Linked DNA regions of Mus musculus: region 1 is linked to region 2. The links are chromatin contacts, called in public Hi-C maps. All regions are on one chromosome and are shown on one strand. The core of a region is the stretch at or near the end of the contact, and the rest is flanking DNA. Distances in the headings are between cores, read along the strand shown.

Region 1 (5,665 bases), core at 1,904-4,403, 710 kb before region 2:
TTTTGTACAGTTATTATACATGAGTAGAGCAACTAACCTTTTCCTGACATACTCAACAATGTAGCTGAGCTACCTGACCTGTCAAAGCTGTTTTCTCTGATGTCATTTCCGGCTTGCTTTTGGAATATTGGTGACACCGTCCTAAAAATTCTGGCACCGTGTTCCCTAGGGTGTCATCACCTCTGGACATGATAGTTGTGTGCTTCACTGTCTAAATACTAAAAAGTCCAAGGACTTGAAATGAGACCCCCTTGGACGTTGGTTTTCAGAGTCAATTAAAATGCTAGGGATCCTGCGCTAGTGTCACTGGCCTGGAATCCCACATCTTCAGGAGGCTCAAGCAGCAGGGCCAACCTGGACAACTTAGTGATACTCAGTCTCAAAATAAAAATGCAAATGAGGCTGGGCTTATAACTCAGTGGCACAGGGGCTGCTTAGTGTGCACAAGGCCTACAACATCACACCTATGACATGGCTGACAGAGTGACAGTGACGGGGTGGGTTCTGGGGTCTAGTTTGGCTTGCCCGCGTTGTCTGTGCTGCACACAGGCTTCTCAGGAGCACACGGAGCAGTCGCCCCGCGCAGGTTTTGCAGATGCCATTTTGCTCTTTACCCTCATAGTTTTGGGATGCTGTTCTTCAATGATTTCTGTTTCTTCTTTAAGAAAACTTGGGATTATTATAATAATTGCAATATTATATAATGTTATGTTATAATATAACAATAATTACCATTACCAAAAATGGGACAGAATGATAGGACCTCAGCAAGCAGGAAGTTAAGAACTGCAAAAGTATTTGGAAATGTAATTGACAGACTTGAATGTTGGCATCTTTGGTTTACTGTTTTATTGGGTTTTTATAGCTCTACCGCCCTTCCAACCTTCCCAACACTAGGTAGGAGAGAAAGAAGGTTAGAGAGAAAACTTCAGCCAACAAAATAGACAACTTCTTGATGATACGGGGTGTTGGGTTCCTTGGACCAAGTCCAATCTTCGCAGTCTGGTTGTCTCCAACTTTTTCTTTTCAGCTCTTCTCTTTGTTCACTTTGCTCATGATCACTTGACAAACAGTAACAGCAGCAGGGGGGCAGCAGCCCCCGTTCTTCTTCAGAGTGCTTCCCATCCCTCTTGGGGCTCTGGCATTTTCCCCTCTTCAGAGTCCCCGGAATTCAAAATGTAAACTAACTGCAGCTGGCAGAAGTCACACTCCTCCTAGAGTATAAGGCAATCATAGTTAATAGCTGTGGACAAACTGAAACAGTCCCATATCCCAAACCTGGGACTAAAACAAAAACGCATGCACCATGATCGTTTGTGTATGCTTGGCCCAGGGGGTTGACACTATTTGGAGGTGTGGCCTTGTTGGCATGGGTGTGTCACTGTGGGTGTGGGCTAAAGAGCCTTAAAAAAGCCTTGTCCTAGCTGCCTGGAAGTCAGTCTTCTAACAGCCTTCAGATCAGATGAAGATGTAGAACTCTCATCTCTCCTGCACCATACCTGCCTAGAAGCTGCCATGCTTCTGCCTTGATGATAGTGGACTGAACCTCTGAACCTGAGAGCCAGCCCCAATGAAATGTTGTCCTTATAAGAATTTCTTGGTCATGGTGTCTGCTCACAGCAGTAAAACCCTAACTAAGACGTGCAGATAACATTAAATGTTTTTTTAAGGGAACCAAAATTCTCACTACACTTGAACTGACTTTCACTTTATTTTGTTTTAATAAAAGGACATTTAAATTATTGTTCTGCAGACTTTGATTTCAGAGGCAGCCATCTCCACACTCAGCTGCACTGACACCTAGGCGAGATGATGCCATAGGTTCTCAGCATGCTACCTAGCTCCCAGTCAGCCTGTAGGAAATCCTGTCTGTCATGTGCTCATCTGGTAGCTGTAATGTGAAGACTAAGTTCAGAGTCTGGAGCGGACCGTCAAGGCTCGTGATCTGGCAAGCTCAGGCAATGCTTCTCAAAATGCAGAAACTGCACCCCAGGGAACATTTGGCAGTTCCTGGAGACATCTGAGATTTTCATCATTAGGGATGTCATGCTCTCTGTGGTTAAGAAGCTGAAAGCATGCACAGCAGGAAGCAGAGCCTCCCACACTAAAGAACTACCTGGTCTGAGATGTCAGCAGACCTGAGGTTGAGGACTTCTGACATAGGGTCAGATCCTTACATGTCTCCAGAAAACAAGATGTTAACAATTGTTACTCAGCTGCCATAGACAGAACTAGAAAACCCTTCCCATGGTAAGCCTTCAGTTAATGGTAACCTTTGGTATTCATTCAGCAACTATATGTGGAATCCTTACGGTATGTCTGACATAATCCTAGATGTCAAGTATCCAGCGGGCGTAAGCTGGATACCCCCGCTGGATACTTGACCACTATCAGCTCTCCTGCATTCCACATTCTGCCTCTCTCATCGTGTTCTGTCTTCCTTACCTCTCATTCCTTTTGAAAATGCTTATTCCACACCTGGCAGAGTGCAGTCAGATTGTCAGTGCAGAACAGTATCAGCCCCTGCTTCCCGACACACGCGTCTCAGCCTCAGCACCCAAAGGCTCTCACCCTCAGACATATACAACCACCACCGGTGTCTCCAAGCATGCTTTGCACTTAGGGAGGTCTCCTGCATATCTGTGGTAGTACCCAGCTTGGAGTGCCACCTTTGCCCCAGATTTTGTTCTTGTGTTGTGCACCATGGATACCCTGGTTTTTCCTCATCTGTTCCGGGACTTCCGAGTCTTCTACACTCTCCCTCTATTCCTGTAAATCTATTGGGAGGATGTCAGGCTGAATGCAACCTGGGGCAGAAGTGGTTCCCTTCCCAAGGGTGCTTTGTAGAGGGGAGGTGTCCTGTCTTAAGTGGGCAGGTCTACTATGTGTTCCCCTAAAGGCTAAGCGGTTTTTTTGGTGGACTGTGCCAGCAGGTCAAGGCCTTGTGTGGCTTCCTATGCCATCTTCTTCCAGTCCCTGAGCCTCTCTGACCAGGACAGGGAACACAGGATGTGCTCCCTAGTCTCAGAACTGATTGTCATTCTCTGTTACTGCTGTCTGGTTTCCTAAGAAAAGCCCCGCAGTGCCACATGCCAACTGAGTCAGAGCTGCTCCTTATGTTCTACTCTGTTTGCCCAGTGCATGTGACTGCGTTCCTGCTTTAATTTCTTCTTCTTAGCCCCGCAGCTCCCCATGCTACACAGTGTCTCTGGCAAGGCTGCTCTCAGAACCGTGTTCTAGTCCTAACCACCTGTCTAGACTCCTTCCACTCCCCCCACCCCTCCCTCCCACATCACATATGCTCAAGCAATCTGAAGTGCTGTAGGTCCGTGAACATGCCTCCATCTTTCTTTGTATCTCCAAGCTTCACATACACTGCTTCTGCCTGGGTTTCCCAACTGCTCTAAGCCCAAATTCGCCCTCATCTCGCAGATTGTTCGATTTGAAACTGCTCCTTCAGAATCTATTCGGCAGCTCCATCGTGTACCCTCTCCTGGCTTCTGTATGTCTTTCTGGCCCGCCAAGGTGCCAAGCACTTCAGAGTTCAGACTACTAGACTCATTAAACTAGAATATTATGGATTCAGATTCACTGCAGCATGGTCTAGCAGACTGGATCTTCTGAGGGCCTGAAACTAACGTTGTAGTAAGTAAGAATGCACACCAAGGTTCTAAAAACAGATCTACTAATAATGTCTTCAAATTCGGCTGCATTTAAAAATTGTAGGGTAACCATAGCATAAGTTGGGTTTACAAGAAAGTATGTGAATAGACCCTCAGTGTACATATTCTGTCAGAATGAAAACAAGAATAGTCTGTGTCTAGTCTCCAGAGTGAATGAGAGACCACATAGATAACAGAGGGGTGGCGTGGGAGTAAGGGAAGAGGTGAATCAATCACTGGGTGTTACTATGCGGATTGATAGCTACCCTATCAGTCATAGTATCTGTGTAATTAGCAGAGAGTAGTACTGCCCTCTTAGTCTTCCAAACACTGACAGGGAAGTGACTGTGCCTAAGCAGAACATGAACCAAAGAGGAAGAAGTTTACGACTTGGTCCGGGGCTCAGATCTGAAAATCCAGGATGGCAGAAAGCAGCATATTTAAAACTCTGCTCAGATATTAACGTTTCAAAAGAATTTTAAATCCTAACAACTTTCCTGGCCTGGACTAATGAGATAGGTGAGCCTGGCAATTAGTATGGGTTATGCCTCCCAGGACTTCTCCATAAACCTTTGTGCAGGACAAATTATGTTTGCCTGTGAGATTACAGGTATTGCCTGGAGCTGTGTGCTGTGTCCGCAGCTGCTAGCCTTGCTTCAGTGATGAGTTAGGAGAGAGGGGGTGACTTATTCTTATGTACTGAAGATAGGCATGCTGTTTTATCAGCTAAACCTTGGAAAGAAATATTAATTTAAATCCATTCAACAAGTATCTATTGGATCTTTTCTTCTGTCCTGGGTTATAAGCACTGGTATTTATCCTGGAGGGAGAGAGGTGGAGTATATAGTTCTTACCCTCAAGAAGATTAAAACCAGTCTCTCCGAGGATGTAAAACTGGCATATAAAGTAACCACACATGAAATAGAAATATACATCAGAACACAGGGCTACACTGAATACTAGTGACAAAATACAGTAACCTGTGTACCTTTGGCCCACACAGAAGGAAGAAAGCACCAAGAACACAGCGTAGCAGAAGCTAAATGCCAACTGCAGAATTATTGCAGGGATCATTGCAATGCCCTGTCCTCCTTTCTCTGTTTAAAGAGCATAAAATGTAACGAAGATATTTTCTAAATATACTACTGTGTAGAACCTCGAGATTTTTGCCCAAGTTTTAAAACTCAAATCGTAGCACAAAGAGAGAAGGACAGGGAAGCAGTGGCGTGGATTTGCTAAATATTCTGAATGTTCTGAGCAGGTCAGCTCACAACTGTCCCTTCACTGGCAAAGCAACTGAGAGGACAGGGCTCAGCACTCTGGGTCCCAGAAGGTGAGTCTGGTCATTCGGTTAGGAGTCATTTCCTCTTCTGGTCCTCTTCTAGTGTCTCTGTCGCCTGAGTCCCCGTGTCCCCCTTGGGGGCAGCGGGTGAGAAGGTGCAGAATCAATGGCCCAGACTCCAAAAGCAGTGAGAATGTGGCCGCAAGCTCGTTTATTCAATCACAGAGAGCGCCCTTTACACCCTCTACCCGCATCCCATTGAGCCCTAGCAAGCTGTCCTCTAAGTGGCTGTTCCCAATTGGCTGTCATTGTCTATGTCACCAATCTTTCGGCTCCCAGGCAGGCTTCAGTTTGGCCCTCATGTGGAAGTTGCTTCTGTGGCTGTGCGGCCCCACTTGCTGTTTACCAACTTTGCGTGGCAGCGCTCACTGCCCCGGCAGCAGGGCTTTTCTGTTCCTCCTGCAGTGTCTCTAAGATACTATTCCAATCCCACTGACCATTTGGGGGGGATTATACTTGCTCTCTTCTAGAAACCTGCTTATCTTTCAGAAGACCAAGGTCTGTTGTTTATTTAGGCTCTCTAGCCACTAAGCAGGCTTCCTCAGTGGTTCCAGCCTCAGCGCCTGCTTGTGTGCCTCAACTGTGGACCGTGATCTATATGTGTAAGGGAAGTAAGCCCTTTTCTCACCAGTTTGGATTTTTATTAGTGCCCCAGCCATGC
Region 2 (5,669 bases), core at 575-3,074:
ATCCCAGCACTCGGGAGGCAGAGGCAGGCGGATTTCTGAGTTCGAGGCCAGCCTGGTCTACAAAGTGAGCTCCAGGACAGCCAGGGCTATACAGAGAAACCCTGTCTTGAAAAAACAAAAACAAAACAAAAAAACAAAAAAAAAACAAAACAAAAAAACCCAACATATACATAGCTAGATTGTCAACAGATGACAAGCATTCGCTTTGAATATAAAAGCTCTCAGAGTGTGGGGCATTTGTTTTGGTCCTAATGCTGGAGGGAACGACGCACACGCCTGCATCTTTGCATTTGAACATGCTCATTTGTGCTGCTTATGTGTCCCGCTGACAGGTCAACTGACTGCAGACTTAGAACATCATCCTTGACCACTATTTAGCTACCAACAAATGTCAGTGATGTCTCCTCACACGATGCAGTAAAGAGGAAGGCTCTCTCCTGCAAGGTCCCAACAAAATGCGACATCAGAATCCAGCCATGAGAAATTAGCAGATACACCAAAATGGAGGAACTTTGATAATATTATCTACTGACCTATATCTCTTTTGTCAATGTTATAAAAATCCAAAGAGTCACTCAATGTCCCCAAAGACTGAAGAACTGTGATGACCAAATACATCGTGTAACCCTTGGTGGCATTTCAACTTGAAGGCAGTAAAAATGATGGCCATGGAAGTTGTTAAAACTTTGGGGTAAACTATAAATTAAGATTACATCTATATTGGGCCTTGGCTCTTGTTTATGAACAATTACACTTAAAAAAAAAATAATACATGGAGGAATGAAGGCTATACACATAAAGACGATACATATGTACAAAGAGAAATGACCATATAAATGCATTAAAAATTACTGGGCTGGAGAGATGGCTCAGTGGTTAAGAGCACTGACTGCTCTTCCAGAGGTCCTGGGTTCAATTCCCAGCAACTACATGGTGGCTCACAACCATCTGTAATGGGATCTGATGCCCTCTTCTGGGGTGTCTGAAGACAGCTACAGTGGATCACATAAATAAGTTAATTAATTTATAAATTAATTAATTAATACTAACTATGGCTACTGGTTCTTTTGTACTTTCTGCTTTTAAAACTCCCTCCTATATGTTTTCAATTAGATCAAATCAAGTGTTAAGAGAATGCTTGACTATGTAACTGCCAGTCAGAAATGTGGCATATGGGGTGTCCTGTAAAGTTCCAGGTAGACCCAGTACATATTTTCCTGGCTATAACACAGAAACTATTCAGGAAGCCAGTAAAATGAGTAACGTGCATGTGTGATTTGTGACGCTATAAAAATTTTAGCATGGCAGTTAAATAAAAATCCTGGAAGTTGGTGGGAAGGTTTCAGTGGAAATCGCAGATGTATAGGACCATCTTCTGAGGCTATGATGTAGCAACCAACGGATCACCCACTAGGAAGGAGAAACACATGGTATGGTACTGTGGTGTTCATGCCTGTGCACTCTCAAGCTACACAGTTCAAGTTCCTGTGGAAGGCAGAGAATAAATGGCCACGGGACAGGGGAACAGAAAGCGTAGCCTAGAAACAGTGAATGTGGTTACTTTGTTTCCATACGCGGGCTTCAGACACCACAACGGATACCCTGCTGAAACATAACACCAGCAAAGAACATGCCAAGACTGCAAAATTAAGCTTCTCACAGACCCGGTTAGTGATAACCCATATAATATCAGGGTCATCTGCAACAACCACAAAGCTGTCAGCATGATGAGCCGTGCACGGGATGAAAAAAGATCACTGACCCGTGCTAATTTGTATCGACTATCAAAGACTAGCCACACAGAGCCATCTCTGATGGGGAAGGATGGTGACCTGGGTCATGTGAAATTTCCTGCAGATGCTTCCACGGAAGGGTGGAGGAGGGAAGGGGTGGAAGAGGGGAGAGGTGGAGGAGGGGAGGGGTGGAGGAGGGGGAGGGGTGGAGGAGGGGGAGGAGCCTGTCTTCTCCCTAGAGCAGAATGCCACAAACTGTCACAAATTGTAGCTGTGTAATGAACCTAAATTAGGAGTTCTCACACATAGGCAACCGACAGAGGATCTGAAATGCCATCTGTTATATTTAAACCTCAGAAGTCTTCTCTGGAGAAGTTTCCTTTTCTCAAGGAATAAAGTTCTTTAATACAAGTTCGGTAGAATAAAAAATGAGATGTCTCAAGAGGTCGCCAGCAATTTTTTTTTTTTTTGCCCCAAACCTGTCCAAACTCAAAAACTATCTCAGCATTTCATTACTGGATCTTCCTGAACTTTGCCAAAGTCCTTTTAGTGTCTGTATAGCAAGAGAAGGAAATTGTTGTCCAGAGACCTACTGAGGCAGGGGTCCGTCCCTCAGAAGAGGACTAAGAAGGACTTGTAGTTGAGAAGGGAGGAATCAGTGGGGGTTACCTGACTAGGTAAAGGCATTAGGGAGCAACATGCAAAGCTGTGGGGCCACAGAGATCAAAGGACAGAAGGTCTTCTTGTCACTTATAGCTAGTGTTTTCCTGACAAATGGGGACTTGTTGCAATATGCAAGCCATGTAAGCAGTCTTTAAACAGCAAGCCATAGGCTTACTTGGGATAGACTCAAAGCAATTTGTGTATGTGAGAGCTTGAGTTTGGTACTAGCCATCCATAGCTGCTTTGAAGAGGAGAACAGGATGCAGCCAGGTTATGCTAATACCAAGGCCACCACAGCACACCAACACTTGTCAAAACTGAACACTCAGCTACCACCCAGACCCAGATCCCCTGCTCTGGACTGGTCCACCTCAATATCTACCCCATTTATGAGCTGCAGGATCTTCATGACACAGGGCAACAACAGGATATCCCAGAAAAATCTCAGTGAGGATCCAGTGTTAATAGCGTAGCAGAAGCCAGAGGCCTCAAACCAGACCACTGACCCATTGCAGTGAACACTTGCAAATAAAGTTGTTTAGAAAAAAAGGTGTAGTGTATGATAAACTGACCTACCATGGCTTCCACAGTGACTTTTTTTTTTTCTTGTTCTGGGAGGTTATAAGTGTGGAGAGTAGATATGGAAGGGTGAATGATGTAAAATTCACAAAGAATCAATAAAAATTATATAAGAAAAAATGAACAGCGTGTGTCAGGATAAGGAGATACTCAGTGCCCAAGAGCACTGACTGTTCTTCCAAAATATTTGTTCCCAGCGCCCACATCATAGCTCGCAGCCACCCATAGCTCCAGTTCCAGCACTCCGATGAAGGCCTCCTCCTGACCTCCGAGGGTACCAGGCATGTATGTATTATTCACATGTAACATTCAGGCAAAACACTCATACACACAAAAAGAAACAAATTAATCATTTAAAGTACACATCACTTGATCTGTAAAATTAAAAAAAAATAAAACAGAAAAATACAGAGTCCTCCACTTGTTTGGAATCTCAACCAGCGGACTGACAATCTGCACCCTGATATCAGAGCTCGGCAGACAGGGCTGAGTGCCTATCCTCTGTATGGTTATTCCCCTCTTACTCGGCTAGCACTAAGCACCCTGAGTTACTTGCTGAATACACTGGAACAGTCTGAAGATCAACCCCAGCTTTTGTCATTTCTTCTTCATATTATAGCTTCCGTTCTGTCTGGAGCATTTTCCCTGAGTGGAGCAGAGATTGTAGCCGAATCCCTACTGCTAGTTAATTTTAGCAGACTGTTGATTCTCAAAATTACCCATGAATACCCTGACTATTAGCAACCCAAGAATTGTCAGAGAATAGCTGAAGTTTTTTGTTAATACGCTCTCGGCTTAAATTCAAATGATCTCCCCCAGCCTTAATATATACCCAAGGGGTTAAACATATTTGCTCATTTGCTTAAAATGTTAGGCTCTGTCAGTTTATTGGTGGAAGTGAATAATTCCGGGCTGGTAGTGCCAGATCCAGCCAACGGTAATCCAGGGGCAAGAGTCTTAGCCTGGAAATGGCTTCTGTGTTCTAACGCATGCGCTAAGCTTCCACTTTCTAACTCGTAGCTGGCCTCTGAGCATGAGAGGAAAACATACAGAGGGATACTATGAGGCTTACCACCTCTGAGCGAAGCTAGAATCTTGATTCAGATAAGATTGGGCTGCAAATAATATAGAAGACATAAAACAGCTACGGACGGATGACTCGTGGCAAGGATATCTGAACGACGCTGCTGACAGAGCCCAGTCACATTCAATGCACCAAGTTCTTTCTTCAATCAAAGACGACATAGGTCCTATCACTGCATTTGACACACCACCCCCGGCTTCTTTAATCTGTTTGTTCTGTTTTTTTTTTTTATTTATTTTTAAATTACTGGAAATTTCTAAGGATTTGCCATTACTCGCTAAAACCATTGCCTTGTTCTGTGTGGTCCTAGGAGGAAGGATGCGTGTTGATTGTTTTCACAGACCCTAACTAGCATGTTGTGTGTCTGGAGCTGCGTTTGGACGGGAGAAGCTTTCTCCCATGGTGCGGCTTGAGTAAGGGAAACAACAGAGACATTTCAGGGGACGAAACACTATGTTCATGGAAGCTTTATTGAAGTGTATCTAGAGCTCCCAAGAGCCAGAATCCCATCCGCTGACAACTAAGGGAGCTTTCTATGTGGCATGGATGACATCCCTTGCATAGCTTATGTTATATGACTATTGCTAATGATTGGTGAAACTGCAATCTTTTAAAAAAAATCCGAAATAAAACAAATAATATTTATGAAATAAAAACACCAAATGTGACTTCAGGTCCCGACTATACTGATCATAAGCTACTCTGAATGCTCTTCCCTTATTGAGAATGGGTTCTTCTCTCAAACAATATATCCTGATTACACTTTCCCTTCCTTTACTTGTCCCAGTTCCTGCCCAGGGCCCCTCCCCTCTGTATCCACTCCTTTTCTGTCTCTTGTTAGGAAAGAACAGGCTCCTAAGAGATAACAACCTACATGGCTGAATAAAAAATAATAGTCAGACGAAGCAAAACTATCATGAAGGTAGACACAGCAACCCAACAGGGAGAAAAGAGTCCCAAGAGTAGGCACAAGAGTCAGAGACATTCACTCCTTCTCATGCTCAGAGTCCCATAGGAATACCAAGATGAGCACTACAATTTATACATAGAGGACATAGTGCAGACCCTTGTAGGCCCAATACGTGCTGCTTTGGTCTCTGTGAGCTTGTATGGGCCTTGTTTCAGTGATTCAGAGGGCCTTATTCTCCTGGCATCCTTCATCCTATCCCCTCTGGATCTTACAATCTTTCTGCCTCCTCAACCTCCCTGTTCCCTGAGCTCTGAGGGGAGGAAATGAAATGTTTGGTATCTTGAAGAAAGAGGAGGAGGAAGAAGAAATGAAGAAATGTGTGGTAAAGAGAAGCCCGGGGCAGGTAATAAAAGATCTGGACCCTAACCTCTGTTCTTACTGATGGCAGCCAAGAATGAGCAACACCTCTTGGCACCTCTATTTCACCTCCCTGCCTCTCCAGCCAACAGAACGGACCCTCCAGACGGCAGAAATCACTTCCTTCCAGTAAACAGGGCTGCATTCCTGCCATGTAGGGATCTCCTGGATACCACCCATGTCCGGGTTTTACATGCGGCATATTTGAGAACGGAAGACTCTGGTCACAGATGAGTTTGGACTAAATGTATTCAAAGCCATGGCTGCTATCCACCATAAAACC

What was found. A called contact is a pair of places that touch in the nucleus more often than the background predicts.
Region 1: a Hi-C map of cerebral cortex shows a contact between it and region 2, with 2.6 times the contacts expected there. The contact joins two enhancer-like sites. A contact is called at or near these places in 4 of 484 Hi-C or Micro-C datasets (cerebral cortex, cortical neurons and pancreatic cancer cells) and 1 of 115 datasets of contacts at active chromatin or transcription factors (neural progenitor cells).

What each region holds. Positions count from the first base shown.
Region 1 is chr15:95,485,694-95,491,358 of GRCm38.p6, reverse strand. The region is part of intron 2 of Nell2 (NEL-like 2); the gene reads left to right. Among named protein-coding and RNA genes, the nearest start is that of Gm31370, 15 kb to the right of the region's middle. Within about 2 kb of position 3,153, at least 22 of the 459 cell types and tissues checked have an H3K27ac peak or open chromatin away from gene starts, as enhancers often do. A contact at or near this core is called in cerebral cortex and cortical neurons, where this site is marked.
Region 2 is chr15:94,772,681-94,778,349 of GRCm38.p6, reverse strand. The region is part of intron 3 of Tmem117 (transmembrane protein 117); the gene reads right to left. Among named protein-coding and RNA genes, the nearest start is that of Gm25546, 94 kb to the right of the region's middle. Within about 2 kb of position 1,824, at least 11 of the 459 cell types and tissues checked have an H3K27ac peak or open chromatin away from gene starts, as enhancers often do. A contact at or near this core is called in cerebral cortex and cortical neurons, where this site is marked.